Regions from separate parts of the Mus musculus genome. Here all the other regions are linked to region 3. A link is a contact called in public promoter capture Hi-C data. All regions are on one chromosome and are shown on one strand. The core of a region is the stretch at or near the end of the contact, and the rest is flanking DNA. Distances in the headings are between cores, read along the strand shown.

Region 1 (2,700 bases), core at 189-2,688, 2.6 Mb after region 3:
TATTTGCTACTCGGGGCAAGCTGCGTCAAGGCTCCTAATACTTTTCTCCCCGAGTTCATCCTGCCTACCCCACGCAGGCCATCAGTCGGCACCTCGCGGAGCTTAGTTGCATTGCATCGGATGGGGAGGCGCGGCTCGAGAGCTTCTCTGGAACGTTCTGAGTACCGGACACCGCCCCGGCGCGTGGCGCGTTGATGCCTCGAGAGACCGCTGCAAGCGGTACTCAGCAGAGGCTTGCAGCAGCTAGGCACAGGGTTCCCTGGGTGACCGTGTGCACTTTAGCCAGTGTTAGCCAACGGCGAGTGTCGCTGAAGAGCAGGCGCAGTAGCACGGTCCACGCCAATGAGCCAAGGGGATAACCAGAGGCGGGGACCTCCTGCAAACTGGGATACTTTTTTCAAACGCCACATGCATAAGCATTAGAGTTTTAAAAACACATTTCCTTATCGCTTCGAATAGGAAAAGTGTTAGTGGACTATGCTACGATACATTTATGGTCTTAAACCTGTTTTCAAAGTGCAAAGTCCCCACCCGAGTTCCCGCGCGCTTCAAGACGCCCCGCTGAGGCGGTGATTTCTTCTCACGCATCCGTCAACATAGTCTCAGCCAATCACAGCCAGCACGCTGATCCTATTGGCTGTCGGTTGGCCAATCGGAAAAGACGCATGATCCGCAAGGGCGCGAGGTTGCCGTCACAACACGCCCCACGTTGCGGGCCCGCCCCTGTACATCGTGCGGGCGCGCGCACGTAACGCCTGCTGACCAATGGCAGCCTAGCTGGTTGGGCGCGCCCGCAGAAAAGCTGGACGTGCTCGTCTTTTTTGCGGGACGTTCGCCCCTCCCCGCTCCGGCGCCGACTTCAGGTCCCCGGCGGCCGCCGTAGCCGGAACTGTTTAGAGCGCGGCGTCCCGGGTGTGGGAGGGCGAGTGGCGGCTGCACCGGTGCCGTCAGCCCTGTTAGCCGCGCGCCAGTCCACGGAGAGGTCTTGCGAAGGGGAACAGTGCTTGGTGACCGCGCCTGACACCTGACCACCAGCCCGGCGTCGCGGCTTCGCCGCAGCCGGAGCTGCCGGGCCCGGTCGGTTCTGCGGAGGCCCGGGATCCGGGAGCCAGGCTGCCGGGAAGCGTGGATGAAAAAGGTGACCGTAGGCTGCACTTGGGAGCCTTCGGGATCCGCGGAGGGGCCGCGGTATTCGTGGGCTGCGCCGCGTGCAGCCAGCGGTCAGCTCCTCAGGAAGGTGCGAGCTTCTCCCACCCGAAATGGGACAAAGGGTGTGGAGCCGGGACGAGGCCCACAGTGCCCGCGCCTCCCACGGTCAGGAAGTGACGGGTTTCGGTGACGGACTCCTATGGAGTCCACCGCCTCTGGGGAACGACCGGAATGTGCCTGGGGACAGGGCCCAGCGCGCCGGCGAGTGGGTCCTGTTGGATTGATGCATTTTGCTTGGTGCTGTTGGCAGTGCTGGTTCTGGGAATGGGTTTCGCTCCCTAGCACAATGACAGGGTTTTGGGAACCGTGGTGAGGGGGTTAAAAGTGAATAGGTTCGAAGTCTTGTGCCATAAAATCATTTAGCGTGGGGTTGTGTCTTGTGTGGTTCTGTGCCAGGGTTTTCTTAAGGTAGTATTTGAAAGATCAGTGCCAAACAGGAAAATTGCACACCGTTTTTGGCAGCACCATTTTATGGTGTTACTTCGAGTTTTACATCTCTGTCTTTACCTTCAGTCTGTTTCTTTGTTATCATTGGTACCTTGCTCTGTCTGCTTTTCTTTTTAAGTGGAATGTTTTCAACAGTTATGTTGGACCTAGCGTCTGCTAAAGAACGGAGTGTTTCTCTGTCCTGCTTCATCATGTACACAGCCTGTCTTAAGATGTTGGAATGTACCTGAACTTTAGTTTATTCTGAGTATAATTTCTCCTAGCTACAGATAATTATTATTTTGCTTATCGATATCTTATGACAGTGGTAGAAGTTAAAGCAAGAATTTTGTTGTTTCCAGAATTGTTTACATAGTTCAGTTCCTATTCTTAAGATCCGACTGGAACATAACAGTGTTTGCTGTCACTTTTCCGGTGTTCTCTAACCTGTTCTATGCAACAGGCTTTGTTGAATGAGAGGTGTAGTCGGGCCATCTCCCTCCTGGGAAGGTTTCCGGAGTGCAGAGTCTCTCTCTTGCATGCCAGCTTTGGAGGGAGCGGCAGTTTTGGCCTATGGAGCACTAGGGGCTCGGAGGGCAGCGCGGGCCGTTGCAATAGGCAGGTGCGCGGCTTGATCGCGCGTGGCTCGGGAGCAGAGGGGAGGCACGGGCAGTGCGGGGAGCGAGGCGGGATCAAGCTGGGGGCCATGAGCTGCGGCTCCTTGGGTTAGGTGGTGGCGGGACGGCGGTACTGCGGGACCCAAAGCGCAGAGGCCAGGTCATGCTGCCGTGCCTTCCGTGGCTCCGGGCTGTGTTGGTCTACCTGGGTTAGGGGCATCCAAGGGCGGGGCGGGGTCCCGGTCCGGTCGGGCTCAGCACTCTGTGGGCCCTCGGGCGGGCGGCGGGCGGCGGGCGGCGCTGGAACAAACAACGGCCGCCATGTTGGGAGGCCGGCGGTAAACTTCTGCCTGCCGCCCGCCTCACCGCTCCTCGTCTCTCTCGCCGCAGGATGACAGTGAAGTTGGGCGACGCCGGCAGCGGGGAGGAAGGGCTCAAGAAGCTGGGC
Region 2 (2,700 bases), core at 134-2,633, 2.4 Mb after region 3:
CACCAGACTTGGAAGCTGTTTTGCAGGCTGGGATGGATCCAAACCAGATCTGTTGGGGGTACAGATCTAGTGTGTCAGGAACTTGTATCTAAGCCGACCTTGTCTACAACTCAGCCCCAATGAGAGACCAAGGTCCCTCAGGATCTGGTGCTCACTGTGATCTTAACTCTTAAACAGTACGGCTACGAACAGGAGGAATTAACAGGGTGAGCTCCAGGGAATGTTGGACAATTGTGGGCAAGGGGCATGGGACCTTAGTTCCTGTTTTGGGGCACCCAACAACCTCAAAAGGTAAGAGGAGAACGAAGGAAGGAGAGAGTGGTGAGTAGATGGACGGAGATACTGACAGATGAACACTGGAGTCCCTGGCAGCAATTGGACCCATAGTCCAAATTCCCAGGAAGCCCTTGTTGGCTGCAACTGGCCCCGAAAGGCCTCCAGCACGTGCCAAAAAAAAAGGAGCAGGCGCCAGAATGGCCACCAGGGGGCCAGCCGACGGTTCTAAGTACCCGTCCCGTCGGTGAGTCGGTGAGGAAGCATCCGAGCTGGGTTGCAGAGGACTGGCCGAGGAAACTGGACTAGGCCACGGCGTGACAAAAGCGTGTCCAGCGGGGCCAGCAGAAGCCGCACAGGGGTTTCAGGTGGAACTAAGGTGTGGGGTGCGGCACAGGGAAGAGGCCTGGGGCGCGCGCGCGGGGGGGGGGGTCCGCGGGTGCTGCCCCTCCCCCACGGCGCAGGCCCATTCCCCTCCCCCACTAGGGGGCTAACTCGTAGGTTAGGGAGCATCCACATTTCTCTCCCCGTCGGTTTTGCTTGCGTTTGGCCCTTTGTATGAGGCTAGTTCATTGGATAGTTTCGAGGTTCACCCCGCCCAAGTTCCTGAGCTGGCCAATTGCAGAAAGTGTCACAGCGCGCTAAGTTCCGGGGATCGTCACCGTACTGCGACGATTCCCAGGATGTTTAGGCCTCAGTGATCTTTGCTCCCGGGACTCGGGCCTTGAGCCCAAGGATACCTCCAGAGCCTGTGCCCGGGAAGGTGCCCTCTGAGCATCCGGATGACCCTTGGGAATCTATGCTTCTTTTTCCTCACACGACTCTCTGATGTGTCCTCGAGTGGACGCGCTCATCCCGAAGAGGAGTTTGCAGACGCTCCCTCGAGCCTAGGACGCGGCCCCTTTAAGAGTGCGGCCGTTCAGGGCACCGCCTGCTTGGACAGGCGCCCTGGGCTCGGGCTCCTTAGGCGGTCGCGGGCAACGAGGGCGCGGCAGCCGCGTGCGGGCTGCGGGAAGCTCGTGTTTAAGTAGACGCGTAGGCCACCGGACGGGAGGGACGGTAAGCTGAGCAGGCGTGTGGCGGGCAGCCCAGCTCAGGCCCCGCCCCGCCCGCTGGGGTCCTGCGCTCCGTGCTGCGCGCGGCGGGCGCGGAGGGAAGTCCCGAGACAAAGGAGCGCCGCCGCCTCTGCCGCCGCGACGGTCCGGGCCGCGGTCGCCCAGGTGAGCCGCCACCGGCCTGCGCACGCACTCCCATCTTCGCCCGGACTCGCCGCCGTTCCCAGTGAGCTTCCGGGAGGCGCCGAGCGGAGCCACGGCGGCCTCCTCTCGCTCGCGGCCTCCGAGTCTCGGCCTTCGGGGCACTAGGGCCCAGCCGCTGTGCCACGGGAGAATACAGGGTTGGGAGCACGGCCCACTGCCCCCCTACTCTTGGCGAACTGAGTTCCGCCGACCCCGCAACAGATAATCTGAGCTTCCCAGTAGCTCCCAGACGCGTTCTGGGCGGTGCTGGGCTCCGTAGTTAGGCGAGTGAGAGTGCGGAAGGCCGTGAGTACTGGGCCGTGTCGGGGCCTGTAAGCACCCGGAGTCACATCAGAAGGCTTCGTTCGTTACCGAGACGCTAGGCTTGTAGCTTGGGTTTTTGTGGGGGAGTCTTGTGTATATTCTCTGCCCCACCTTCCTTTATTCTTAAGGAACTGTTGTTTTAGTGGATGAGTTAGTTACCTGCCTGCATAGCAGAAAACGGGCGTCGAAGGGGAGTTTGTTTTCTTTCTAAAGGTATTCAGGCTGTGAGTGATCGCAGTCCTGCCCTCCTCTGGCTGTCTCTGCCACTGGAAACTTAACAAACAGCGTGGTATACTTACTGAAGGATCCTTAGGGCCTACAGTGTGCATTCGAGTAAAAGAGGCCGCTTCGCCCTATCCAAGCCAGCCGTAGTGCCTGGTACCCATGTTCCCTCTGCCGAGGTGGGCGGAGATAAGCAACCTTGCACAGGCTCTCTGACCGGTAAGTAGCTCTGAAGTAGGTGGTGTCGCCAGACAAATACTGTACACTGTAGGAAGCCTGGAGTCATAAGACCCATCCCTGTATGTCCTTCCTGTCTCTAGTAGTGGGGAGGGGAATGGTTTTTTGGTTTGGTTTGGTTTAGTTTGGTCATTGCATCACAAAACTTTTAGCTCGTGAAGTGACTGTTTGCCTGGGAAGGCAAGTTGTGTTTAAGTGGCTTTTGGAGTGCTTGCGGGAGCAGCAGCACTGCCCCCCAAGTTTCTGCCTAGATCATTGCCAGGGTGCTCCTAGGGTTCCTTTTCCTCGACCGTGGGGCAAAAGGCCTTTAAGAGTTCTGATAAGAGCCACCTCTCACTTCTCCCTGTTTTTGAGACAGGATCTCTTGTAGCCAAGGCTAACCTTGAACTCTTGGTGATTCCCTGGT
Region 3 (2,700 bases), core at 174-2,673:
TGTGGCTGGGAGATCTCAAGATTGACCGCAGCCCAGGCTACAGAGCAGGACCAGACTGTGGCAGCCCATCTCAGTCCCCCATCAGACAACTGTAGACCTGCGGTGGGTGGAAAGACAGAAGTTAAAGCAGCATGGGGGCGGGGGAGGGGAGAAAAATTCCTCCCCTTGGCTTTCGTGTTGATTGACAGACAGTAAATGTCAACACAATACAAATTGTCTGTAAGGAGTATTTTCAGGAGCTGTCCTCCCAACCAGAGGTGAGGCAGTCCTTCACCTCCTCCGGTGCTGCCACCACGCATGGTCAGTTAATTTGATGCTGGCTTCGTGCTTGTGGCCGGGGTGTTGAGAAGACAGCTCATCAACCAGGCATGGTGGTGCACGCCTGCAATGCCAGCATTTGTGAGGCAGAGGCAAGAACAAAACCTTGTCTGCAATAAGCGAACACACACAATAAAGAAACCGTTTAGTCAGACAGGTAAAGGAGAACTAGAAATTAAAATCAACAAGGTGGGGTGCATTTCTTTGGGCATGGCTGGTTTTGTTTTGAGACTGTGCCTCTAGCTGGCCTGGAACTCGCTGTTTACACCAGGCTGGGCTTGAACTCAGGGAGATCTGCTTGCCTCTGCATCCGTACTGCACATCATGCCTTGCCTTTTAAATTAATTACTATTATTTATTATTATTATTATTATTATTATTTTTTTTTTTTTTTAGGGAGGGTCTTACTTGGATGTGTCTCGCCTGGACGCTACCCTGCCTGATGACTAACATTTCTTTTTTTGTTTGTTTGTTTTTCGAGGCAGGGTTTCTCTGTGTAGCCCTGGCTGTCCTGGAACTCACTTTGGGGACCAGGCTGGCCTCTGAAATCCGCCTGCCTCTGCCTCCCGAGTGCTGGGATCAAAGGCGTGCGCCACCACGCCCAGCATGACTAACATTTCTTATTTGAGAGGCTTTACGAAGCGTAAGTAAAATTTACTCCAGTATAAGCAGGGTTAATGGGGATGTCAGTTTCTTCCTGCGAATGAGTCTGGAATGTGTAAAAAGTGTACCAGCCATGTATGCTTTTTTTTTTTTTTTTTTTTTTTTTTTTTGTCCTTCCGGGACAAGGTCTCAGGTAGCTCAGGCTGGCCTAATCTATCCCTGAACTCTTAGCCCTCCGCCTCCATCCCCACCGGGCAATGCGGACCGGCCTCTCTGCACCAAGCGCCTGCACCCCAGCTCCGGACACAACTCACGGGCTAGCAATCTCCAGGTGGGGGCGGGGTGGAGGAGGGGGCGGGAAGCGTAGCGGGATGGCTCGCACATGCGTCCTAGCACCGTCCCCACTCCTCAGGCACTGCCGAGGGCACCCCAGGCAGCGCGCGGGTCCTGCAGGGAGGCGGAGCCGCGCAGCCCGGAAGAGACGCTGCGCCGCGCACGCCCCTTCCTTTCCAGCCTCCGCCTCGGACCCTGCAGCCGCCGCGGTGAGTTCCTCCGGCGTCCGGGCTCCATCTGTCGCCATCCGGGCCGCAGCGCTGCCGTTGAGGGCCCGCGTCCTCCGGGGGAGGCGAAGGCCGTACTCGCCCTTCCAGCCGCTCGCCGCGCCGTGCCCAGAGGGCTTTTGTGGGGGGACGCAGCTCTGCGACTCAGAGTCGACTGAAGAAGACCGGCGTCCCGATGGCGGCGGGTGGAGGAGAGGAGTTTGAAGGCCACGTGTGGCGGGAAGCGCCCGGGCCAGGGGTTCGGCTCCCGCCTGCGTGCGTCCCTTTCGCGGCAGACCCCCTCTCTCCTCCCTGCTACCCTCCGGTCTCTGCGTTACCTTTGGGGAGGACTTTTCAGGGGAGCACCGAGCCCGTTACTTTAGTGCTCCCTCTGCGCAGGAAGTGGAGCCCTTTCTCTGGCCCCTCCTTGTATTCTTTAAGGAGTCCCCCGATTTTGCTCTAGGTACGACCTCTGGTTCTGATGGCCCCCAAGTATGGTTGACAAGGTTCTGTGTCTACCTCCCACCCCCAGTCACTTGGCTGTGAGAGCCGTGACAGCAGATACATGGGTGCCTTTTGTGACCCTATTGCATTAACTTCCTGGTAGCTTTCCTCCAAACTGTGGAGGTGGAGGGACCTGGTCCCTATGGTGCCTGTCTGGCGTTTTCACCCTGTGACAGTGGTGATTTGGATTCTGGCCATGATGCTAAACCGTCACGTCTTTTTTGCAGATGTTGATGCCTAAGAAGAATCGGATTGCCATCTACGAACTCCTTTTTAAGGAGGGCGTGATGGTCGCCAAAAAGGATGTCCACATGCCTAAGCACCCGGAGCTGGCAGACAAAAATGTGCCCAACCTTCATGTAATGAAGGCCATGCAGGTGTGGAGAGGGACACAGGTGGGAATAGGTCTGCCCTTCCCGAGGAGCCAGCTGCTGACTGACATGTGTCTATGTCCTGCAGTCTCTCAAGTCTCGAGGCTACGTGAAGGAACAGTTTGCTTGGAGACATTTCTACTGGTACCTTACGAACGAGGGCATCCAGTATCTCCGAGACTACCTGCACCTACCCCCGGAGATCGTGCCCGCCACCCTGCGTCGCAGCCGTCCCGAGACCGGCAGGCCTCGGCCCAAAGGTACTGATTCTGATTGCCCCAAGGGCCGCCTCAGAAACCGTTTTTTGGGGGTGTATTGGTTGCACAATTGCTTTTGAGATAGGGTCTCATGAAACCCAGAGGGGC

The links. Promoter capture Hi-C pulls out the DNA fragments that hold promoters and counts their contacts. Capture Hi-C pulls out chosen DNA fragments and counts their contacts.
Region 1: a promoter capture Hi-C map of adipose tissue shows a contact between it and region 3, with 3 times the contacts expected there. The contact joins the promoter of Cramp1l here to the promoter of Rps10 in region 3. A contact is called at or near these places in 2 of 39 promoter capture datasets (liver and pre-B cells) and 1 of 9 other capture datasets (adipose tissue).
Region 2: a promoter capture Hi-C map of erythroid cells shows a contact between it and region 3, with 5 times the contacts expected there. The contact joins the promoter of Ube2i here to the promoter of Rps10 in region 3. A contact is called at or near these places in 4 of 39 promoter capture datasets (erythroid cells, liver and pre-B cells) and 1 of 9 other capture datasets (liver).

What each region holds. Positions count from the first base shown.
Region 1 is chr17:25,013,968-25,016,667 of GRCm38.p6, reverse strand. Cramp1l (cramped chromatin regulator homolog 1) reads left to right here and starts at 1,438. Exons shown (of 21, transcript NM_020608.3): 1 at 1,438-1,541; 2 at 2,643-2,700. The coding sequence starts at 2,644. It overlaps Ift140 (intraflagellar transport 140), which reads right to left and starts at 582. Exons shown (of 30, transcript NM_134126.3): 1 at 1-582.
Region 2 is chr17:25,272,114-25,274,813 of GRCm38.p6, reverse strand. It overlaps Ube2i (ubiquitin-conjugating enzyme E2I), which reads left to right and starts at 1,383. Exons shown (of 7, transcript NM_001177610.1): 1 at 1,383-1,493. It overlaps Gm17801 (predicted gene, 17801), which reads right to left and starts at 690. Exons shown (of 1, transcript NR_027452.1): 1 at 1-690.
Region 3 is chr17:27,633,967-27,636,666 of GRCm38.p6, reverse strand. Rps10 (ribosomal protein S10) reads left to right here and starts at 1,423. Exons shown (of 6, transcript NM_025963.4): 1 at 1,423-1,463; 2 at 2,192-2,341; 3 at 2,424-2,595. The coding sequence starts at 2,192. Gm15420 (predicted gene 15420) reads right to left here and starts at 1,423. Exons shown (of 2, transcript NR_167724.1): 1 at 1,236-1,423; 2 at 1-97.